Linked DNA regions of Sus scrofa: region 1 is linked to region 2. Evidence: chromatin contacts called from public HiChIP or PLAC-seq data. All regions are on one chromosome and are shown on one strand. Each heading gives the region's core, a stretch centred on a gene start, on an enhancer-like site or on the middle of the called end of the contact. The rest is flanking DNA. Distances are from core to core; before and after follow the strand shown. Region 1 overlaps SCUBE1 (signal peptide, CUB and EGF-like domain-containing protein 1). Region 2 holds the start of SCUBE1 (signal peptide, CUB and EGF-like domain-containing protein 1).

Region 1 (4,657 bases), core at 1,015-3,514, 50 kb before region 2:
CCCGCAGTGAACCCGCAGGATGGGAGCTCTCACCCTCACCGTTAGCATTTCATGCATAAGAAGCCAAGCTTTCCTGTTCCTGGATCCCACCTCAGATTTTGGCTGGAGCCAGTGCTACCTTGGATGCCAAATCTTGAGCTCTGTGAAAACACGGCTCTGAGTGCCACAAGGAATGCTGGCGGTGGGAGGGCGAGGCCGTCTCCCACCCACATTTTTACGTGCACTTAAACAGACTCAGAAGGACATCAAAGAGACCGTTAAAGGCGCGCATGTAAACCCAACGTCCTGCTGGGAGAATGCCAGTCCGGCATCCGCTCTGCACGGGCCTCCGCCTTGCAGGGACACAGATGCTCAGGGCCCTGTGGCCTGTTCCAGAGCATCCAACGCGGGAGGGGAGGCAGCATGGCAGGCTTCGGTGTGCGGTGAAACGTACACGCCTCTGGGCTCCATCACCTGGCCCAGCGCCTGGACGGGCTGCGGCGTCCACTGGTCCATGCTGAGCAGGAGCTGGCCTGCACGAGCCGAGGACGGGGAGCACCAGCCCCTCCCCCACCCCACATCAGCACAGGGGGGACAGAGTCCCTGCCCACGGGGAGCCAAGCTGCAGGGACGCAGGCAGCAGGGGGAAAACTGCCTTCTGCAGGGGGGTGGGGGACAAAGGCAGCCTTCTGAGCCCAGAGGAGGCAAAGCCTGACAGCCTTCCATGGGCCGGCTCACTGCGGGCTGAGCGGGGCCCTGATCCGTACACGGGGTCGGGTGGGGCGCCCAGAGCCTGGGGAGCAGCAGGAGCAGACAGAGGCCTGATGTCCTCCTCAAGTCTCGGTTCCCTACGGCCGGTGCCCAGCAGGGGCCCGGCACACCGCTCAAACCTCCCCTGTGAGCGGGGGGCCTGAGCTCTGCAGCCCTAGGTGGGACTCGTGGTGGGTGCTGGCGAGCTGCGACTGGGTGACGGCTGAGGGTGAGGCTAGGTGTCTGCATGCCATGTGCTGCCCTGAGCACGGATAAGCCCGGGTGCCAGGGCCATCAGCTCACCGCTTGGAAGAGCATTCGTTCCCCGAGGAGGCCTGACTGCCGATCGCCTGAGCATCCTCAGCGGAAGCTCAGGCTCCGGGCAGCCCCCGCGCACAGCAGCAGAGCCTTGCCCTGAATGCTCCAGGCCCTGACTCTGCTGACGGCTCTGGAAATAGGCCCGGGTATATGTGTGTGTGGGGGGGGGGCTGCCCTCTCGGGCCTCCTTCCTCACCTCTGATAAGTCACAATCCTAAGACGCCGCATTTATTGAAATCATCTTTCCACCTCTATGAAGCAGGTACTGCGATGACCCCCAGTCTACAACAGGCCAGAGATGTGACTTGCTCAAGGTTGCTCAAGGTCGCACAGATGATGAGCTGGGGGGCTGGCGTTCCAGGCAAGGCTGCCAGGCCCCAGAACCTGTGCTCTTAATGGTGGCAGGTGTCTGTGCCAAAGGGCCCTCGGGGCTGGGCTTTGACACATACAGCCCCCCAAGCCCCCTTGCCAGTCGGTCCCGCATCTCTCCACCGTGGAGACAACACATTGCCTCTCACGCGGGTGCCTTCCAGCACCGCCAGAGACGGGACCACAGTGGGCATCAGGCGAGGCCTGAGAGCGGGCAGCCTCCTGCGTGGGCGAGGGGCTCAAACATCTCAAACCCACGGCTGTGGGCAGCTGCGGTGGCCCAGGATCAGCGCCAGTGAGAACGGCAATCCTTCACCAGGCCCTCCTGGAGACGGCTCTCACTGCGTCTCTGCTGTGCAGATGGGAACATTAGAGGCCCTGGAAGGCCCAGTGCCCTCCCTCCAGGGCGCCCTCCTCAGCTCCTCAAGAGAAGGTAACTGCTAGCATCCTCGTTAGCATCGGACCCCTGTCTAGGCGGAAAGCTTGGCAGGACCGTGTCTGCTTTTACTGACACTGGGATCCCAGGGACCAGCCGGGCGCCTGGCACACGAATGAATGAACTAGTGACCTAATCACACAGCTCGTCAGACCTTTCAGAGCGCCTTCCCGCTAAATCAGCTTCGCTCAGACTGACGGGAAGAAGTCCTCTCGGGAAGGAGAGGGGAAAGTTCATCCAGGAGTCAACACCTTCTTGGAGCGTGGACGCGACGTACATTTAAGAGAAAAGAGCAGGCCTAGGAGAGGGAGAGAGCCGGAGGTGCCAGCTGCCTGGTGGCCTGTCCACACCGGGACTGGGAGGCCCTGGGCGGCCGGCCATGATGGGGCAGCAGAGGCTGGCACTGGCCTGGCCCAGCTGTCCCCCGGCCGTGGGGCGGAAGAGGGACTTAGAGCTTGCTGGGCCAGAGGCTGAACGAGGGGGTGAGTGTGGGCTGTGCTGCTGCCAGAAGTGCTGAGTGGAGAGAGCCGGGCCACAGATCTCAGCGGCTCTGGGTCCCCTCCCACCCAAGCTGGGAACCAGGGAACAGCCTGTGTCCCCAAATCCAGCATGCGTTCTAAAGGCCTGAGGAAGCTGCCTATGTGAGCGGCCACCCCTAGGGCAGGCAATGAACTTGACCCCTTCAAAGCATTTCCCCTACTGGAGCCCTCGCTTGTCTGGGAGGGATTACTGGTCTCGGTTTATAGACAAGGAGACCCAGAGAGGTAGGAGTAATGGCAGAGGCCACGTGACCAGTGCAGACGGAGAACAGCCGAGAACCTAAAACTCCCAACCCCCACCTGGCCAGATCCACACGCCTCAGGCCAGGGTCTGTGCTGGCGCCTATGAGGTGCAGCCACTCAGAAGGGCTGAGTCCGTGGCCTTGTCTCTTGGCCAGGAGCCTGGACTGGCCCTGGCTGACCCTGCTCGTGCGTCGTGTCCCCTCTAATCAAACCGGCCTCCTTGCTTTCCCCGGCTCAGGGGAGGCTCCAGAGGGCTGCGAGCCATTAGGAACCTAGAGTCAGGTGACATAGGAATCTGACTGGGTCAGAGGTCACTTGGGGGCAGAACAAGCTGGTCTCAGCTCGCTGGACACGTTCTGATTTTGAGCTCTAACAACCAGCACTGCAGTTAACACACGGTCAAGGCGGCAACTGCCACGACAACCCACGGAGCCTCGGGAAGGAGCAGCCCGTCCGGTGGCCCAGGCCCATGCCCCCACAGGCACAGAGGACCGGGGGTCCAGGTCCCATGCACTTGTCCTGTCCTGTCCTCCTCAGTCCCTCCACGCAGCCTTCGGGGACCCCGGAAATGCCTCCCTTGTCCTTAGGCAGGTAGCCAAGAAGTTTTCTAGTTCTCAGATTGATTCACTACCTGGATTTCAACATTGGGAGATTGACGCAAAAATCCTAACGAGAGCAGGGACTTCTTTAACCAACAGCTGGTTGACATAGATTGGGGCTGAGTCCCCCAAATCTGTATTCTGGTTGAATCTAGATTCCTGGCCCCTGGAGAGTCTGAGTCTCCCCTGATATCCCCCGCCCTGCCCTCTGGCATCACTCCCCCACCACTGCCTCACCAGCTCCGCTCGGCCGCTGATGCCTGAAATCCCAGCTCCGGCCACGTCCCACCAGCCTCACGGTGGCCCCTGGCATGCACTCCTCGTGCCAGCTTGCTGTGCTCTGCCACCCCGCCCTTGTTCAGTTTCACAGGAGCCTGGTCCCTTCCCCGCGGGCCTTGACACAAACCCTGCCTGCACCCCCACCCCAGACCCCTCCCGCAGCCCCTCCCGCTCGTCGATCTGTTCTAGCTCGTGTGCAGCTTCCTCAGAGAGGCCGTCAGCACCTGTCTGTTTCTGCTCCTCTGCCTGATTTCTTTCCTTACCAGCCTCATCGCGTCCCACCTGGTGACCAGAGCTGGCATCCTGACTGCCTGGAACCTATGGTATGACCTCGGGCAGGTCTCCCAACTTGACTGGGCTTAAGCACCTTCACCAGTCACAGGGTCACGATAACCCAGCTCGGCAGGCTGCTGTGAGGGCCCAGCTTGGAGGAAGCGTGGAGCCCACAGCAGCCGCAGTCGCTGCCCCCACGTCATCGTGTCCCCCAACCCCACTGCTCTGCTCTGGAACGTCCTTGGCACAGCGAATCCTTACAGGCAGAGCAGCCCCGGTTGCAAACAGAACCCAGCCGCCACCTGGCGTCGTGCTGTCCCCTCCTGTTCATCTGCCTTCCAACCAGGCCACGGCCTTCCCGAGCGCCCACCCTGCTCGTGGGAAAGCTGGTCTACAGGAGCAGAGCGCACACAGCCTCGGGCCCTTCCCGCTTGCTCCGAGCCTCGTCTCCCTGCAAACCCCTCTCCTTGATGAAAGCACGACTCCCTTCCCACCACCACTCGCCCTCTCTTCCTCACAAGTGTGCTTTTTATAAAACTCGATTTGGGCCCAGGGCCCTCGTCCGGGGCAGCAGGACCCCACAGCCCCACAGCCACGAGACCTCCTAAGGTGCCTCGTCAGCCCGGACAGTGCGCCTGGAGCAGCGCCCAGGGACCGTGGCGCTCGGCCTTTCTGTCCTCCTGGGGACACGGCAGGGCTGAGAATTATCGGGCTGCCCTGTCCTTGAGGAAGCTGCCTAAACAAACACTAAGACTTCCAAGGAGCCAGGAAAGCCGTTCTGCCTAATTACCCCGGGTTTTGTATTTCTTAAGTGTGTCTTTCTTTTCTATCTCAGCAACTGTTTTCAAATAAAAATCATGACCAGGGCCCCC
Region 2 (5,011 bases), core at 2,352-4,851:
TGGCTTGCAGAGGCATTTGTAGGACTTGGGCGTGTTCTGGCAGATGGCATCGATGTGGCAGTCGTCCGTGCCCTCGGAGCACTCGTCTACGTCGACCGCCCCTGGTGGAGGGAACAACTGGTGAGCAGTGGCCTGGGAAGCAGGCAGCACTAGCGCGGGGCTGGGAGCGCCTTCCTCCTCCCACCCCTCCCTTGACCACTGGGGTAGTTAACAGTAACAGCCTTCAGGTGACAACCTGGTGTAATAAGAGGTGGCGGGCAGCATCTTTGGGACAGCTACCCTGTGTCAGGCACAGCGCCACCAAAGCACTGAGTCTTAGTTATTCTCCCAACAGTTCCGTTAAGCAGAGCCACCACTCCCATGAAAAAGGTGAGAAAACGGCCGCCTAGGGACACAGTGGGGAGAAGGCTCTCTCTGGCTTGCCCTGCAAGCATTGCTCGAACCCTCCTCCACACTCGTTATCCTAGAACCCGGAGCCAGAAGGGGCCTCAGAAGAATTAAAATCCATCCCCTTGGGAGTTCCCGTCGTGGCTCAGTGGAAATGAATCTGATTAGGATCCATGAGGACACAGGTTTGATCCCTGGTTGGGGATCCAGCGTTGCTGTGAGCTGTGGTGTAGGCCGGCGGCTGTAGCTCCGATTGGACCCCTAGCCTGGGAACCTCCATATGCCGTGGGTGAGGCCCTAAAAAAAAAGACAGACAGAAGGGCCCAGATGGGAGCATGAAGAACTCCCAGTGGCCACTCAGAGGGCAGTCACCCAGGGGCAGCCTGGGAAAGCCCTAGAATATTCTCTCTTCATGCCTCCGACCTCCCTAGCCTGTGTGGCCCTCAAAAATCTCCACTCTGAATCACTCCCTCAGCTGACACTGGGTCCTAAATCTGCTTCGGCGGGGTGGGGGGGGGGCTCTCTAAGAGAACCACTCCCCCGTCCAAGGCCTCCTCCTTGCCCTTGTCCCCAAGGCTCCAGCCTGCCCCCAAAGGAAAAGAGGCATCAAAAGAAACACAGGAAGTTCCTGTGCGGTGCAGAGGGTTAAGGACCTGGCATTGCTACAGCTGTGGAGTGGGGTTTGATCCCTGACATGGAGTTCCCTGGTGGCTAGTGGTTAAGGGCTTGGCATTGTCACTGAGTAGGCTCAGGCTACTGTTGTGGCTAGGGTTTGATCCTCAGCCCAGGAATTTCTGCATATGCCGTGGGTGGGGCCAAAAAAAAGAGAGAAACACAACAGAATCACCTCCGGGGCGTGTGCACACACACACACACACAGAGAACAGGTGGCATACCTTCTCAGGGTGGCTGTATCTGCCCGGTCAGCAACCCATCCTTTGCAGCTGCCCAGAGAAAGATGGAGCAGCAGCCAGGAGGTAGTCATTACAGGAGACCATAGCCAGCCGTCAGATGGCCAGGGCCCAGCAGTACACTCCCTTCTGAAGAAGTGACCACAGAGGGACCCCCCTCAGAGGGGTGGCACAGTCTCAAGGGCAGGAAGCCAGAGACCAGAGGGGACCAGTCTGCATCTGCCAGGGGAGAGGACTGGGGCCACCTCTGAGACAGGACCAGCAGGGGCAATGGGCTCCAGATACAGCCCTGCAATTGCCCAAGGGGCTGTACAGCACAGGAATGGGCAGGGGGGAATGCCCAGGGCTCTTCGCCCTTGCACCCCTAATCTCCCACCTAGGTGGTATCTTCATGGGATGGAAATGGATGGATGTTAGCCAAGGGGAGGGGCACCTCCTGACACACCTTTTAAACATGCCTTTAGGTGGGGGCTGGGGAGAGGGAGAGACACACAGGCCATAGGTTCCTGCAGGTTCTCTGGCCCCAGTCCTGGCCTGGGCTGGGGACTCCCTCAGCAGGGCACCCCCGCCCAGCCCTCCCATCACAGGTGCTTGACATTAGTTGTTTCACAGCATAAGGCTTCCACGGGGTGAAGATGCGGAAGGGAAGTGCAGACAGACACACAGGAGAGAGGGAGGGAGAGGGAGAGAGAGGGAGGAGGCGACAGGCACACACAGGAACAATCAAACGGGGGTGAAGGACCTCAAAGCCCAGGAGAGACACGTGGGGCATGGCAGTAGGGTTCAGTTTTCCTGGGGAGCCACAGGAAAAACAGCTCATCTCCCACTGTGGCACAGTTTAAATGGCCCAGCATCCTCACTCAGGGCGTGACTTACAGGAACAGACTGCCTGCCGCCAAACCCAGACCTCTGGGAGCCCCGCGCAGCCCCAGGGGAGCTCAGAGACGCCAGGCAGGGCGCAGCAGCATCTCTCCCACCAAGAAGAGGACGGGAGGAAGCTTCTCCGGGGGACAGAGAAGAGACTGTGTCTTCAGCTTTTTTTGTGGGACAGCCCCTTCCAGACGACCAAGAGAACAGGAGGGGAAGGGGCGGGTCCCCAGGTCCCTGTGAAATCCATGGGGCGCCCGCCTCTTCTCGCCGAACCCCAAGTGTGCAGGTTTCGGACGCTGGGTGCCTGCTCCCTCCTTCAGTGTCCCCCGCCTCCCTCTCCTGGGCCCCCTCCCCATGTCCCCTGTTTGGTCTCCCTCACTCTGGTTCCCACCCATCGCCTTTGGTCTGTGTCTGTCCATCCCTACACAGCTTCCCAGCCACCTCCATCCTTCTCTTCCCCCTCTGCCTCCCTCCCTCCTCCCTCCCGGAGTCCTCCGTCTCGTTCTCTGGGGTCCCTCTAACGGCACCTCTCCTCTGCTCTTCCCAGCCCTTAGTCCTGTTCGCACGTCCCCCTCTTTCGATCTTTCTCCGTCCTGCTGCTCGTCTGCCTCCTCCTCACTCCGCCGGGTCTCCTCCTTTCTCTCCTGGCCTTTCTCATCTCTACTCTTCCAGTCTTTCTCTTTTTTTCCCTGTGTCCTTTTGTGTGCCTCCTTTTCTGTCCGTCTGTCTCTCCATCTATCACCTCCCTCTTCTCTTTCTCTCGGGGTCTGTCCTTTCTCCTTCGCCCACCGCCTCCGGGTCTCCCCTCTGGGCCTCCTTCCGCCCGCGCTCCCATCTCTCCTGGGGGAGCGCCCGTCAGGCTGCAGGGTCCCCACTCCCTCTCGCCCTCGGGCGGTGCGCGGCGGAGGTGGGGGGGTTGCCCGCGGCCGGCCGTCGCGCTTTCTCTCTTCCTCCCTCCCTCACATTCCCCCTCCCCCGGGGCCACAGCCCACTCCGCCCCCGCTGCGGCCCCGCCGGGCTCCCGGAGCGCGGGGCTGCCGGGGCTGCGGGGAGGGGGCGCCCGGCGCCGGCCCCAGAAGTTACTTTGCAAAGAGGCGGGGCGGGCCGCGGGGCCGTGCGGGCTGCGGCCCTCTCGACGGCACGGAGCTGGGGGCCCACACGGGACCCCGCCGCCGCTGCCGCCGCCTCGCGCCCGCCGCCCACCGGGTGGGGGCTTACCTGGGAGCCCGCTGCCCCCCGCCAGCCGCCCGGGCGCGCCCAGGGCGAGCAGCACACACAAGTGCCAACGCACGGCCGCCGCGCCCATGCTCGCTGCGGGCCGGGCCGGGCCGGGCGGGGCGTGCGGGCGTGCGGGGTGCGAGGACCCCACCGACCGGCCGCTCGCCGAGCGCTCCTAGCTGCTGGCTCCACCGCCACCGCTTGGGCTCCCAGCCTCCGAGCCGGCGCGGCTGACGAGCTGACAGCCACACGCTCATTGGCTCGTTGCCGCCGAGGGCGGGGCTCCCCGCGCGACCAGCCAATGGACGCGGGCCGCCAGCCTGCGGGGGGAGGGGCAGGCGCGGGCGTCCGGGGGCGCCCCCTCCCCTCCGGGTGGGCGGCAGGTGGGGGGTAGGAGCCGGCTCGCGCTGCCCGGGGGCCCGGGGGGTGGGGGTGCACGGTCTAGGCCAGGCTGGAGCTGGTTCTGAGGCTGCCCCCTCCCCCTGTCCCTGGCTCCCCCCTCCCCAGCCCCCGTCGTCGAAGGTGGTCGCCCCTTTGGGGGCAGTACCCACCCAGCCACCAGCTCGCGTGTGTGTGCGCGCGCGCGCGCATACACCGACCCCCACCCACACACACACACACTCTCTCAAGGGAGACGAAGGGGGCCTGCCAACCGCCCCTCAGAGGTCAAGAAAGGCCTGTGACATCCATTCGCAGTGAAAGACACGCAAAATGCTCAAAGCAGAAATTTCTGCTCATCCATTCGGTAAATGTTTATTGAGCACCTACTGTGTGCCAAGCAAGCGCTGGCAATGCAGCTGTGAAGAAGCCAGACAGGAAAAAAATCTGAAGCTCGTTTGAAAATTTATGTTCCAAACAAATGAACTTTTTACCACTCCCCAAGGGCCAATGGCCTGTAAATGTGTTTAGGGCCTCCCGGGATTCAGATCTGGAAGGGGCCCCCACAAAGCTCCAAGTCCCCTCAGTCGCTCTCGGTCATCCCGGCCCATCTCGGACTGACCTGTCATCCAGCAAAATTTGATGCCCCCCAGAATGCGAGCCCTGGGCCTCCCCAGTGCCAGACACTGAGGGGTGGTGGGCTGGGGGTGGGGGTAAGGTCATTGCACTGAAGAATTGCTCTGGCCTGTCCTGGAGTCTACACCTGACTTCTTTGGGGCCTGGACCTGAGACCCCCACTTGGGAGGCGAAGCTGGAAATAAATGGCCCTTCTCAGCCCCAGGCAGGACGCTTTAAGGGAAGAAAAGTTCAGCAAACCCCAAAGCCCATCTCCTTGACAACCACCAATAAGAGCTCCTTTTTTCTTCTCCTGCTCTCCAGGCCTGACTCAAAGACAAGACTTTCCTCTTTTTGTCCACTCTGCTTGCACCAGTCCACGCCCAACTCGCCTCTCCACACCAGCTCCCCTCCCCGCCCCCCCAACACACACACACTCACGTACACCCTCCAACACACACCCTCAGGCACACATGCACTCACACATGCTCATACATACAAATCCTCATAGACACACACCCTCGCACACTTCCAACACACAGCCTCTCACACACAGATGTGTGACCACACACACACACACACAGACACACACTCACACAACCTTCAGCAGGCAGTCTTTGCAGTCCTGGAAA

Evidence for each region. HiChIP or PLAC-seq counts read pairs in DNA pulled down with a chosen protein or histone mark.
Region 1: an H3K27ac HiChIP or PLAC-seq map of skeletal muscle shows a contact between it and region 2. The contact joins the enhancer-like site here to the promoter of SCUBE1 in region 2. A contact is called at or near these places in 2 of 5 promoter capture datasets (liver and skeletal muscle), 9 of 47 Hi-C or Micro-C datasets (epiblast stem cells, fetal skeletal muscle, heart right ventricle and 5 more) and 1 of 2 datasets of contacts at active chromatin or transcription factors (skeletal muscle).

The regions. Positions count from the first base shown.
Region 1 is chr5:5,609,033-5,613,689 of Sscrofa11.1, reverse strand. The region is part of intron 4 of SCUBE1 (signal peptide, CUB and EGF-like domain-containing protein 1); the gene reads right to left. Among named protein-coding and RNA genes, the nearest start is that of SCUBE1, 50 kb to the right of the region's middle. Within about 2 kb of position 2,264, at least 8 of the 83 cell types and tissues checked have an H3K27ac peak or open chromatin away from gene starts, as enhancers often do. A contact at or near this core is called in skeletal muscle, where this site is marked.
Region 2 is chr5:5,560,069-5,565,079 of Sscrofa11.1, reverse strand. It overlaps SCUBE1 (signal peptide, CUB and EGF-like domain-containing protein 1), which reads right to left and starts at 3,601. Exons shown (of 24, transcript XM_003125983.6): 1 at 3,387-3,601; 2 at 1-101. The coding sequence starts at 3,474.